Linked DNA regions of Mus musculus: region 1 is linked to region 2. A link is a contact called in public promoter capture Hi-C data. All regions are on one chromosome and are shown on one strand. The core of a region is the stretch at or near the end of the contact, and the rest is flanking DNA. Distances in the headings are between cores, read along the strand shown.

Region 1 (3,369 bases), core at 386-2,885, 220 kb after region 2:
TGCTCTTGTTTGTTTTGAGTCAGAGTCTCTTTGTTATGTAGCCCTGACTGTCAGGGAACATGTTCTGTCCAGGCAGGCCTCAAACTCACAGAGATCCATCCACCTGGCTTTGTTTCCTGAAGGCTGGGATTAAAGAGTGCACCACCCACCACCACACCAGGCTCTTATTGAGGACTCAAATTCATAATCCCAGCACCTGCTCCCTGCAGCTGACCTTGAGCAGTTAAAACCCCAGCACCCCTTTCCTGCCTCTCATGCATCAGCACTCTTATTTACATACCCATGCAGAGACCTACAAATTTACATAATTAAAACTAATCAAAATAGACAATGTTTAAAAAAAGAGTAAAAAGGGTTGGAGAGGTTGCTTTTCTAGATTAAGAGCACTGGCTGCTCTTCTGGAGGGCCCAGGTTCACGTCTCAGTACATATAAGTCATCTGAAACTCCAGTTCCAAGGGATCTGATGCCATCCATCTTCTGACCTGTACAGGTACCAACCACAGATTACATGCAAGCAAAACATTTTTACATACAGATAAATACAATTTTTAAGTTAAATCAATAAAACAAAGGTGCAAACAAAAACAAGGGTAGAGACTATAAATTATTTGGAGGATCCTAAAAGCCAGAACCCCAGAACAAAAATGACCTGTGCTGGGATTAGGAAGAAAGAAAAGAGTATATCCTTAATGGTTATCTTTACAAAAAAAATTTTTTTTTAAATTTTGAACCAGGCACGGAGGAATGTGAGTTTAATCTCAGCACTCGGGGAGGCAGAGACAGGTTGAGCTTTGACTTCAAGACCAGCCTGATGTACATACATAGTGTGTTCCACGATAGCCAGAGCTACATAGAAACCCTGTCTCAAAAATCCTGAGTGCGTGCTTAGACGTATGTATGTGTATTGTGTACATGCTCAGTCAGAAAAGGGATTCAGAGTCCCTGGAACTGGAGTTACATGTGGTTTCGAGTCACGGTGTGGGTGCTGGGAAATAAACCAAGGTCCTGTGCAAGAGCAGCAAGAACTCTTAACCAATGAGCCATCTCTCCAGGCCTCTACAGCATATTTTGAAAAAGTATTAGTCTTCCATTTTTTATTATAAAATTAATGTCTTGTGGCTTTCAAAGTATGCCATAATTTATTCTGACACTCCAGAACTCAGATCATAAATTAAGACAGTATTTTGTTGGACAGTGCTGATCTGAATAAAATTGGATTCTAGTTAAAAAAAGAAAAGCGCAGAAAATGTTCTATTGTCTATTATTTTTACTATACCTTTCCATGTTTGGTTTTATTTAGAAACATAGATGCCTAATGATGTGTTGCAAGTTGCCAACAGTATCTAGTATAGTAACTTGATGCACAAAATTCAGAGCCTAGCAGCAATAAGGTAGATACAATATATAGCTGAGATGTACAGTAGGCTCTTATGGCACCTAAGTTTAAGTATATCCAAGCATGCTAGGCCCACAGGCTACTCTCTCTCTCTGTGTGTGTGTGTGTGTGTGTGTGTGTGTGTGTGTGTATGAGGGGGGAGGAGGAGGAGGAGAGGGAGAGGAAGATTGGAGTAGAACCTAGAGCTTCAAGCATGTTAGGCCTTGCCTAGCAGCTGCCTGCTTACAATGAGGAAGTGGCTAGGTGAAACCGCAGCTCTTTCACCTTGTGTTGTTACTTGTAACCAACTCACACTTTCCACATTAGCTACAGCCAAAAAAAAAAAAAAAAAAAAAAGTGTCTCTAGCCAGTGTCAGGCTTCCCATTTAGGCACGAATGACTTTGAATTTCTGATCCACTTTCTAAAGACTGGGACTATAGAACTGTTTTATGAGCTACTGGGTAGGGGTCCAAACTCAGAGCTTCATATACAGTAGGTAAGCACTGTACAAACTGAGCCACATCCAACCCTTCAGCTGATTTAAAAGAGACACAGAGAGACTTCCTTGTCATTTCCATCCTCCGCTGATCTATATCCCCGACCTTTACTTCATTTTTTAAATAAGAAAGCAGAAGCTGGGTGTGGTAGTGCAAACCTTTGATCCCAGCACTCAGTAGGCAGAGGCAGGTGGATCTCTGTGAATTCGAGTCTAGCCTGGTCTACAAAGTAAGTCCAGGACAGCAAGAGATGGTTACACTGAGAAACCCCCTTGAAGAGCCAAAGGGGGGGGGGGGGACGGACAGATTTTACGCTTTAATCTGAACTAGTCACCTGCCTCCAATACCCATGTTTTATCACTATTCTGTATGTCTACTCAGAACTCACAAACCTACTATCGCTTTAATAAATATGCTTATTTCCAAACTCTGCCTTTACTTCCGACTCCACTACCTTTAGTGTCTGCAGCCTCTGCAGTGTGGTCATCATTTGGCCTACTTCCTCAGAGTTTACCACATCCACCTCCCATTCGAAAGTCACTGCTTCTGGGAAGTTTTCTGGCAATAGTGCTAAGTGACACCCACTACTTTGCAATCCTGTGGTCATGTCAGGGAAGTGGCTCAGTTTAGGTAGAACTGTCTCGCCTGCTCACTGTTCTGGGTTTGATCCTAGTACCAAAAGATGGCCATGGTTTGCAGACCTGTCATCCCAACCCTTGAGAGTCAGTGACAGATGAGAAGTTCAGTGTCATCCTCATCCAGCTACAGAAGAACCTGCACCCCCAAAGCAACAGCAACAGCAACAACGACCCAACTAAAACAACTACAAGTGTCAGTTGTTCATTACAAATGAACATCGTAGGGTAACTGGATTTTTTTTTAAAGATAAGTGTGTGCATTATTTTAAAATCTGCACATAACACAAGAAATCTTATTCTGATTTTAATTTCTCAACAAATGAAATACATAAAATTCTAAATCTAGCTAAGAGGTGGAGAGTTTAATCCCAGCGCTTGGTAGGTTGAAGCAGGCAGATCATTTGAGTTCAAGGCTGGTCTGGTCTACAGAGCAAGTCCCAGGATAGCCAGGGCCTCACAGAGAAATCCTATTTTGAAAATAAAGTTCTAAATCTGAGCAATGTGATTATATTGTAAAGGGCAAGCTTCCGCGGGAGTCAGCAATTGAATCTCATCCCTGAAACAGGGGTTAACATTTTAAAATGCAAAAGTAAGGAGATGGGAGGACTCCAAAGATGATGAGAACTAAGATTTAAACATCAGTTAGCAATGAGGACCGAGGGGGTTGACATTAATGAGTGAGAAGAAAACAGCTGGCTGCTTGAACTGAGGAAGTACCTAGAGGCAATCTGGGACCTGGGCTGCTTCTGTACTAACACAGCCGCTACACATTACTTCCAGCTGCTCTGAGCTCAGAAATCTGGCCTACTCACAGTCCATCGCTCTACATTTCTTCGTCCACCCTGATTACATTTCAC
Region 2 (3,108 bases), core at 181-2,680:
TTTGAAATCTGTAATACAGACAGACAATCTATGGAAGTTTAAAAGTTGCCACACATTTGTGCCCTTTATCTCCTATGTGTTATACATAACTATAAACAGCCAAAAAGGTCTCAAGAAATAAATACTAAAGGCAGGCAAGGTGGTAAATGCTTGTAATCTCATCATTTAGAACATTGTGGCAGGAGAATTTTGAGTTTGAGACCAGTCTAGGATATACAACAAAGATACTCAAAACAACAATCCCCATACAAGAAAATCTCTCTCAGTTTTTGTTGCTCTTTTGAACTCTGGTCCTCTGTAAATGCATCAAGTGCTCTTAACCACTGGGCCACGTCTCCAGCCTTTTCTTAACCGCTGGGCCACGTCTCCAGCCTTTTCACCTCTATTTTTAAAATTAGGAAACAAAGCTAGAGGCTGGGCATAGTGACACAAACTTGCCTGCACTTAAAAAGTTCACAGGCAGGCTGGAGAAATGGCTCAGAGGTTAAGAACACTGGCTGCTCATCCAGAGGGCCTGAGTTCAATTTCCAGCAACCACATGGTGGCTCACAACCATCTGTAATTGGGTCTGATTCCCTCTCCTGGTATATGTGAAGACAGATCACTCATATACATAAAAATAAGAAAATATACATTTAAAAAAGAAAGAAAGAAACAAACAAACAGAGAGAAAAAGGAAGGAAGAAAAAGACAGACAGACAGACAGAGAAAGAAAGAAAGAAAGAAAGAAAGAAAGAAAGAAAGAAAGAAAGAAAGAAAGAAAGAAAGGAAGAAAGAAAGGAAGAAAGAGAGAGAGAGATGGAAACAATCTGGCAGGGCTTGGTGGTATAGAATCCCAACACTCGGATATAAAGGCAGTGGATCTCCAGTTCAAGGACAACCTGGGCTACAGAGTCAGTTCCAGACCAGTCTGGGATATTTAGCAAGACCCTATCTCAAGCCTTCCAAAAGACTCTATAGTAAAAAGTCAAATGTACCACTAAGCTGTCCATCCCAGAAATGCTAACAAAAACCTTAAGTGACAACAGTCCTGCTAATGGAGGGGAAAGAAACTGTTTCATCTGCTCAGCAGGAGATGCAACAATGACCACAGAAATATAGATGGAGCATGTACACCATGTGAGATGTTTGCGAGGAGACATCCTTTATAACTAGATTCTGGTTATGCCTCTGAGGAAGGCACACACCCAGATGAGTCATTAGGGGACAACGAGAACAAGCATGGGTTCTTCCTCTTAATTTTCATATTTCCTGTAAAAATAACTTTATCATAATACTCTGTCTTTTTGTGTAGAATTGGCACTGGAATACAGAACACTATTTCCTTTTTGTCTCTGTTTTTGGAAATAAAGACGAAAGTAGTCAAGGCTGGCCTGAAATTTACTAGTAGCCGAGGTTGACCTTAAACTCCTGATTCTTCTGCGTTTATACCCAAAGCCACTAGGATGATAGATGGGCAGGCACCATTATGCCCAGCAGACCACTACTACATACTGAAGTTAAACAAAGTTTTGTCTTTTTTTTTTTTTTTTAAAATCTGACCTTTGAAGGGAGCACTGTGCACCTGTAATCCCAGCTCTCGGAAAGCAGAGGCAGGAGGAGCTCTGTGAGCTTGGGATTAGCCTGGTCTACATAGTAACAGGCTAGCCAGGGCTATATAGTGAGACTCTGTCTCAAATCAACAACAAAGCAAACAAAACAAAACCCAAACAAATAAAAATGAAAAGCAGACATTTAGATGGGGTTGGGCGGGGGGCAATACCTCAGCAGAACGCTACCAATGTACACAACACTTTGAAGTTACATCTCTCCCACTGCACACTAACCACGTGATCTCTTTAGCAAAGCCAGTTACTTTTTGTTTAAAACTAGTTGTCTTTGGGCTGGAGAGATGGCTCAGCGGGTAAGAGCACTAACTGCTCTTCTGATAGGTCCTGAGTTCAAATCCCAGCAACCATTTGGTGGCTCACAACCATCTGTAATGAGATCTGATGCCCCCTTCTGGTGTGTCTGAAGACAGGTACAGTGTACTTACATATAATAAATAAATCTTAAAAAAAAAAAAGAAACAACTAGTTGTTTTTATTTAATGAATGTTCTTTCCTTCTTTTTTTTCTTTCTATGTGTGTAGGGGTAAGAGAGGATGAGAGAAGGTAAGAAAGAGAGAGAGAGACAGAGACAGAGAGAGAGAGACAGAGACAGACACTATGTAGATCTCAAACTTGTGGCAATTCTCCTGCTTCAGTCTCCAGAGGCTGGTATTATAGGTATGTGCTACCATCCTGACTGCTAAAAATATTCTTTTTATTTATGGTGCTGGAGACTTAAATAACTATCAATTCTTGTTATAACAAGAATGAAAGAACATCTAAGCATAGCAAAAAAACTAAAAGTCTCAGTCTTTCTTTCCCACCTGAACACTTGTGGGTGAGGCTACAGCAATGCCAAGACCATCGCTGGAGTGTCCTCCTGCCACAGCCTCCCCATATCTACCTTCTGGGTCTCTCTACATACCCTCTGACATCATTTGATCTTATACTTCATATACTTCAGCACAGTGAACATAGCTTTTACTTTTCCACAAATAAAATGAAATGCGTGTGCACTTTGGTTCTAAACTCTTTTTAAAAGATTTATTTTACTTTAGAATGATGTGTGTGTGTGTGTGTGTGTGTGTGTGTGTGTGTGTGGAGGGGTTACGTTGTGCGTGTGCACTTTGGTTCTAAACTCTTTTTAAAAGATTTATTTTACTTTAGAATGATGTGTGTGTGTGTGTGTGTGTGTGTGTGTGTGTGTGTGTGTGTGTGTGTGTGTGTGGAGGGGTTACGTTGTGCATGTGAGTGCGAAGTGCCTACAAAGGCTAAAACTTAGGTGTTGGATCCCAGGGAAGCAGAGACTGTCACAGGCAGCCGCGTGCTGTCTCGTGGATGTTAGGGACTGAGCTCTCATCCTCCTCTACAGAGCACATGCTACTGACTACTGAGCTATTTCTCCAGGCCTGCAAAATTCGTTTGGATGGTGCTCTCTGGGGTGTATAAGGGGCTAATTCTTTCTCGGAACACTTATGCTAACTGACAAGCCTTTTTCCCCCCAGACGATGGTGAGTTG

The links. Capture Hi-C pulls out chosen DNA fragments and counts their contacts.
Region 1: a contact with region 2 is called in a promoter capture Hi-C map of adipose tissue. The contact joins two enhancer-like sites. A contact is called at or near these places in 2 of 15 datasets of contacts at CTCF or cohesin (CD8 T cells and the NIH/3T3 cell line), 2 of 484 Hi-C or Micro-C datasets (both in CD8 T cells), 3 of 115 datasets of contacts at active chromatin or transcription factors (CD8 T cells, DN3 thymocytes and double positive thymocytes) and 3 of 9 other capture datasets (adipose tissue, liver and pancreatic islet).

Annotation. Positions count from the first base shown.
Region 1 is chr4:121,194,781-121,198,149 of GRCm38.p6, forward strand. The region is part of intron 1 of Rlf (rearranged L-myc fusion sequence); the gene reads right to left. Among named protein-coding and RNA genes, the nearest start is that of Rlf, 19 kb to the right of the region's middle. Within about 2 kb of position 1,636, at least 115 of the 459 cell types and tissues checked have an H3K27ac peak or open chromatin away from gene starts, as enhancers often do. A contact at or near this core is called in CD8 T cells and adipose tissue, where this site is marked.
Region 2 is chr4:120,977,246-120,980,353 of GRCm38.p6, forward strand. All of the region lies in intron 4 of Smap2 (small ArfGAP 2), which reads right to left. Among named protein-coding and RNA genes, the nearest start is that of Mir7015, 5.5 kb to the left of the region's middle. Within about 2 kb of position 1,431, at least 28 of the 459 cell types and tissues checked have an H3K27ac peak or open chromatin away from gene starts, as enhancers often do. A contact at or near this core is called in CD8 T cells and adipose tissue, where this site is marked.